2 separate regions of the Mus musculus genome follow, and region 2 is linked to region 1. The links are chromatin contacts, called in public promoter capture Hi-C maps. All regions are on one chromosome and are shown on one strand. Each heading gives the region's core, a stretch centred on a gene start, on an enhancer-like site or on the middle of the called end of the contact. The rest is flanking DNA. Distances are from core to core; before and after follow the strand shown.

Evidence for each region. Promoter capture Hi-C pulls out the DNA fragments that hold promoters and counts their contacts.
Region 2: a contact with region 1 is called in a promoter capture Hi-C map of neural stem cells. The contact joins the promoter of Psmb11 here to the promoter of Mmp14 in region 1. A contact is called at or near these places in 11 of 39 promoter capture datasets (the C10 cell line, the HPC-7 cell line, cranial neural crest and 8 more), 1 of 15 datasets of contacts at CTCF or cohesin (large pre-B cells), 8 of 484 Hi-C or Micro-C datasets (the G1E-ER4 cell line, cardiomyocytes, cerebral cortex and 4 more), 7 of 115 datasets of contacts at active chromatin or transcription factors (bone marrow-derived dendritic cells, embryonic forebrain, embryonic stem cells and 2 more) and 3 of 9 other capture datasets (adipose tissue, liver and pancreatic islet).

What each region holds. Positions count from the first base shown.
Region 1 is chr14:54,429,892-54,432,996 of GRCm38.p6, reverse strand. It overlaps Mmp14 (matrix metallopeptidase 14 (membrane-inserted)), which reads right to left and starts at 1,399. Exons shown (of 10, transcript NM_008608.4): 1 at 1,024-1,399. The coding sequence starts at 1,131.
Region 2 is chr14:54,623,693-54,626,661 of GRCm38.p6, reverse strand. It overlaps Psmb11 (proteasome (prosome, macropain) subunit, beta type, 11), which reads right to left and starts at 1,352. Exons shown (of 1, transcript NM_175204.4): 1 at 1-1,352. The coding sequence starts at 1,335. The coding sequence ends at 427.

The sequences.
Region 1 (3,105 bases), core at 150-2,649:
ATGTGCCCAGGAGAGGTTCATTCTGAGGGTGCGCCCCGGCCTGGGCCCAGAGAAGAGGGAGTCAAATCCAGACCGTATCCTTCATTTGGGCCCTTCCCAGCCCTTCCCTACCACACCCAGGTCCTCACCAGGCTGAGTGGGTTGGGATGGCCCAAAATAAGAAGCTGATTAAATCCGTCTCCCACCTTCACCCCAAAATAAGAGAGGGAGGGAAAACTTCCTCGGACTACTCCCATGCCGCTTCCTTCAGGACCGGGGTGGGCTATGGTCACGGAAGAGTTAGGGATGGGGGTGGGGGCGCCAGAGTCAGTTGGGACACTCAGGGGAGACCCAGGCCAACCCTCAACTAACTCACCGAGCGAGCGACTCCCCCTAGTCTCCCCGCGATCAATGCAGAAAAATAATTATCAACAACAAAAAGGCCCCCCAAGGCGCCGGTAGGGGTGTGGAGGACGAGGGAGGAGGTGGCCAGGCTGAGCCCCGCTGCTCACAAGAAGAGCTTTGTGTGCGCGGAAGTTCGGCCCGCCGCGATCCTCGACGCCCGGGCCAGCGGCCCGCACCGAGGGCGGTCCAGGGGAGGCGGGTACAGCTTGGGCGCCCCCGACGCCCCCACTTGGTACGGATGCGTCCGTGCAGGGCCTCGGGCACCTGAGCGCTGCCAAACTGAAGGAACAACTCGCGTGTGACACCGGCCCGGACGGCGCGGAGTCCAGTGTCTCTGAGGCTCCCGCCTTGTGCCACAGTGCGCGCAGAGCTTGGAAAAGCGAGGCCCGGGCCCCGCTGCAGAGTTCTTCCAGGGAAGGGAGGAATGGGAAAGAGTCGGTGGCGGCGGAAGGGGGGTTGTTGGAGGCAGGCAAAAGTTGGATCAACTTGCAAGTTTGCAGATGAGGGGAGAAAAAGAAAGGCTGGCGCAGCAGAGCCCCCCCAGAGCCCATCTCTCAGCGGGGGCTGTCCCCTTGGAGACCCCCGGGCTCGCCTACCCGGCGGGCGAAACTCCGGGAAGGGCCGGAGGAGCTCACTTACTTCGGGGCTGAAGTTGCTGCCTTGGGCCCAGCCGAGGGAGGCGAGCGCCGTGCCAAGCGTGAGCAGGGGGAGCAGGAGGCTGCGGGAGGGTCGAGGGGCGGGAGACATGGTCCCCGGCGTCGGGGCGCCGGGCGGTGCGGGCTCCGCGGCGGGGCCCACGCCCTGGGGTCGCGCCGCCTCTCTTGGGGCGCCTTTGTCTTCTAAAGGAACGGAATGTGGATTCCTAGAGCGCGGTCGGCTTGGAGGTGAGGGAATTGCTCCTGGAAATGTCTGTTTGCTCTTCTCTTTTCCGTTTTTTGATCTTTCTTCTGCTTAGTCGGCGAACTGAGTTGGAAGCCCTCTCTGCTCTCCTTTGGTCCCTCCCTTCTCCCACAGCCTCTCCTCCGCCCCCGCCCCAATGCCCTCCTTTTTCGGTGGGGACGTGGTGTTTCAGCTCGAATCCAATTACAGCAGGAGAGAAGGGGAAAAAAAAGTTTGTCTTTTCTGTGGTGCAGGCTGCCATCTGCAGGGGTTGAGGCCGCAGCCGGCAACTAACTAGGAGCCTGGGTGTCCCAGGGGACGGGATGCGGAAGACTTTCTCTTCCTAAGCATTTTTTGGGTGGCCTGATTCCCGTAGTATTCAGCATGTCTCACTTGAGAGTGTTTAAGTATTGGGAAGCCCGATGGCTAGGAATGGTGGAGACATGAAGTCTAACTTGCGAGTGAGGAAGGTTGGGAGAAGGGACATTTACTAACAAGAGGGTTGTATGCTGAGACCTGTGGACAGCCTCCTTCTCCTCCTCTTGCCCCAAAGTTAAGACTGTAACAAAAGCCACATGCCCAACAGCCACCGCAATTACTTTGAATTGGGGGACCGACCCCTTTATTAATGGCTTTTACAATCTGGCTGTTCTATTAAGTGTGAACTGCCTGGGTAGGAAAGGGCTTCAAGGTCACAGGATCGGGGGAAGCCCGATGGATAGAAGTGGTGAAATTTGTTGGAAGAGGAAGGAATGGGAGGTAGGGTTTTGGAGTTTCCTTTAGTCTTTACAGTGGAGACAGTTCCTTCGAGCGCGCAGCTTCCGTGATGGCTGGGCAGGGAGAACAAAAGGAGAGGCAGACAGGGGAGAGGGAGGCCAGGCTGCGCTGGCTCTCCGAGAGGGAGACAGATAAGAGGTTGACAACTAGATATGGAAACACACCAGCAGTGGGACAGAGGCAGGAAAAGTGTGGGAGACAGAAAACTCGACCATCAGCGAAATGTAAGATCCAAGAATTGCATTTGGTCAGCGAGAGGAAGGCAGTGGGGAGAGGGAAGGAAAGCAAGCAAGGGAAGCGGTAAGGGAAGGGGGCAGGAATAAAGCCAGGTAGGAAGCTGCAGAGATCCACAGCTGCCAGCTTTGTGGTGGATGATGGGAGCCAAACACGGAGCACTGGAACGGGAACAAAGGTCCTTGCCTCCAGAATCCAAGGGAGGCTCACGATCAATACAATGAATGGTTGCTAGGTCATGGGCAGCGACCTTGTGTGTGGGGGTGGGGAAGCAAGGACCCTCTTTAACCTCTGGAACTTAAGTCTGATTATTACTCCTTCAGCAGAAGACCCCGAGTTTAATCCTTCCTATATCTGCCTTACAGTGTGAGTGTCTCCTGGACCATGTACCCAGATACTAGCTGCTTGTTAAGAAAGGGACTTCTAACAGGTATGGTGGCACATGGCTTTAAATCCAGACAGAGGTGGGAGGATCTTTGTGATTGCCAGACAACTTGGTCTACCTGGCCAGTTTCAGGACAGCCAGTGCTACCGTGAGACCATGTCTTAAAAAGGAAAAAGATCCTCAGGTGGAAAGACCTTTTCAAGAAAACATTAAATGCCAACTGTATGCATCTGAGCTGTGCATGGTCTCTTAGTGACAAGAGTATGAGGGTGAACCAGGGAAACTGCTGCTGCCCCTTTCTTCTCTCACAAAGCAGTTGCTTGTGGTTGATTAAAAATCCCAAGCAGGCCAAGTGATAGGTGGTGGTGTGCTTAGCTTTTGTTAAGGCTCTGGGCACGTTCTTCAGCACTAGGGGCAAAATGATCCCAGAGCAAGATCTGGCTGAA
Region 2 (2,969 bases), core at 103-2,602, 190 kb before region 1:
GCAGAGACAAGCCCATCACTAAACTAGGCTCTCTCCTGGCCATTCAGCCTGACCAAGTTGAAAAGGTGACCAGCTGAAAGAGAAAACAAACCAGATAAGGACCAAAATGAGAATACCAACTGGGGTAGAATGACAAAAGAGGGCCCAGCACATAGCATGACAGTTGGCACAAAGTAGGCATGCAATGAGTGTTTGTTTAGTCACTTTAGAGGCAGAAGGAGGCAATACCATCCATCAGGTATCATCAGAACATGTTGGACAGAGACATCAGTAGCTCTGGGAAGCAGAGAGGATGGGAACTTAAACAAAGCAGGAAACCCAAAAGGGCCAGAGCCAGATGCCCGGGGCTGCTCCCAGAACTAACCCTGCCAAGGCAGCTTCATCCCCTAGTCCCTTGTCCTGGCAGTCCCCAAGTTCTGTCCTTTCTTACATTGTTTCAGTCTTCATTATTATCGCGCAGTCTTCTGGCGTCACCTCCTCTTGCTCCACAAAGAGTTCTTTACATTCTCGAGCACCTTGCGGCGTGGCAGGCTCAGGATAGATTCCACAAGCTTTTGCCTCCAGCTCCTGCTCCAAGCTCCGGGCTTTCTGCAGCTCCCTATACAGCACGCAAGCATCACTGCGGGATACATACTCCCATCCGCTCTCCCGAACGTGGAAGAGGTCCACTGAGCCCCCTGAATAAGCATCACGGTGGGTGGCATGGGCCACAGCACAGCGGGCCAGGGTGTAGGCTTCCTGGATGGTCATGTCATAGTGGTAGCCACGATCAAGCACACCATAGGCGTAGGGAGACCCAGAGCCTACTGAGAAGATATCTCCCTGCAGACAAGTGCCATCGCTGTAGACATAGAAGAGAGCAGGGCCAGAGTGGTCCCAGCCACAGAGGGCAGTGGCCACACACAGATCCAGACCGCGGTAGCAGGACATCATAGCTGCCAAGAGTTTGGCCGTGCCTGCCACACTGGGCAGCTGGCCTTCCCTCAGTTCCCGAAGCCGCAGCTCCCGCCGTAGCACCCGGTACCATGTGGCACAGTCAGCAGAGGTCCCAGAGGTGGTACCCAGGAGACGCTGGTGCACAGGAATGACCTTCCGTGAGGCTGGACATGCCACATAGCTGCCACAGGAGGACCGAGTATCAGCCGCAGCGATGACACCGTGACGAAAGCGAAAAGCCAGGGTAGTGGTGCCATGAGCCAGCCTGGGGCCATGGATCTGCAGGAAGGTTTGAGGGTCACAGCCCCGGGGTACAGCCCAGCCACCGGCCTGAGGCAAGTGAATGGATGGTCTGGGAGTGTCGGGAGTCTGCCACTTGCACACATCCTGAAGAGCCATCCCTGAGGCTGAGTGAGAATCGGAAGGAGCAGGGCTGCATTTGAGGCCTGGGTCAGCATGGGGAGGAGGAGGAGGACGCTGTGGAGAAGCTGGGCTGCAGCCAGAACCAGGGAGTGAGACATGTGAGCTAAGCTTCATTTCTCCTTGGTCTCAGATCAGGCTTTGGAATTGGCTGGTGAGGGATCTCCACCCACCTCAGAGAACTGCCAAGGGGAGACAGAGCAAGCCTGCTGCGGTTCCTACACTCTGAAGACGCCACCTGTCAGCGTGACCTTCCACTGTTGTGATGCGCGCAAGAGTCACCGATGGAGTCTCCTGTCTGTCATCCGGCATCTACCCAAAGGGGGGTAGAGGCAGGGGATCGAGGCGATCCCATAGAAGAATGATTGCAAGCAGAGGAGATCTGGGCCCTCCGTAGTTTGGCTGTGTGGGACGTTAGGCAGGCAAAGATTTCCAACATAACATGGACTGTGTTGGAACACAGAAAAGGACAAGCGAGTTTCTGTAAGAGGGAGAAGGAGAAAGACACTCAAACTCCTTCCAGAAAAGCAGGTTACTTAGGGGAAAGAGCGCCAGAACGCAGAGTCCCTCTTCTGCTTTGAGGACAAAGAGGTCTTTCTATCTGTACACAGATGGTAACCCTAGGCTGGGAAGGTCACTCAGTGGGTCAGAGCACTTGCTCCACATGCCTGGCAACCAGAGCTTGATCTCAGAACCCACATTGAAAGGCAGAGACAGTGACACACATCTGTAAGCAGCATTCCAGTGGGAGCCCAGGAGAGTCAGGTCCAAATCCACTCACCACGGCCTCTTCTCTTTCTCTGTCCCTAGCATGGTTTCCACTTCTATGCCTCCTATCCTCAGCATTTAAATCCTATCCCTCAATGTCTGGCTTAAGAATACCACATATTCTGAAATCCTTCCCCAGTATGGGCTTAAAAGGTAAGGTTGTGGCTTGGGACCATTATCTCCCTCCTTCTCCTCCTCACCATCCTCCTCACCGTCCTCCTCATCATCATTATTATTTCCGTGTTTTGTTTATTTGGTTGGTTTTTATTTTTGAGACAAGGTAATTCTGTGTAGCCCAGGCTAGCATGAAATACCACATATAGTTAGTTCAGGTTGACCTTGAACTCTCCTTCCAAGTCCTGAGACTACAGGTGTGTGCCATCACACCCAGTGCTTTTTGTTGTTATTGTTGTTTGGTTTTGGGGGGGGGCATTTTGTTTCTTTGGGTTTTTTAGATGTTTATTTATTGTTATACATAAGTACACTGTAGCTGTCTTCAGATACCAGAAGAAGGTGTCAGATCTCATTACGGGTGGTTGTGAGCCACCATGTGGTTGCTGGGATTTGAACTCAGGACCTTTGGAAGAGCAGTCAGTGCTTTTATCCACTGAGCCATCTCTCCAGCCCTGTTCCTTTGTTTTTGAGACAGTGTCTCACTATGTAGACCAGGCTGGCCTTGAACTCATAGAGATCTGCTTGCCTCTGCTTCAAGAGTCTTGGAACACTGCCTTGTTTTTTTTTTTTGAGGTAGGATCTTGTTTTGTAGCTTAAGCTGGCCTTCAACTCCCTCTGTAGCTTAGGTTTGGTCCAAAATCACTATCCTCCTGCTTCAGCTTCTTAAGTGC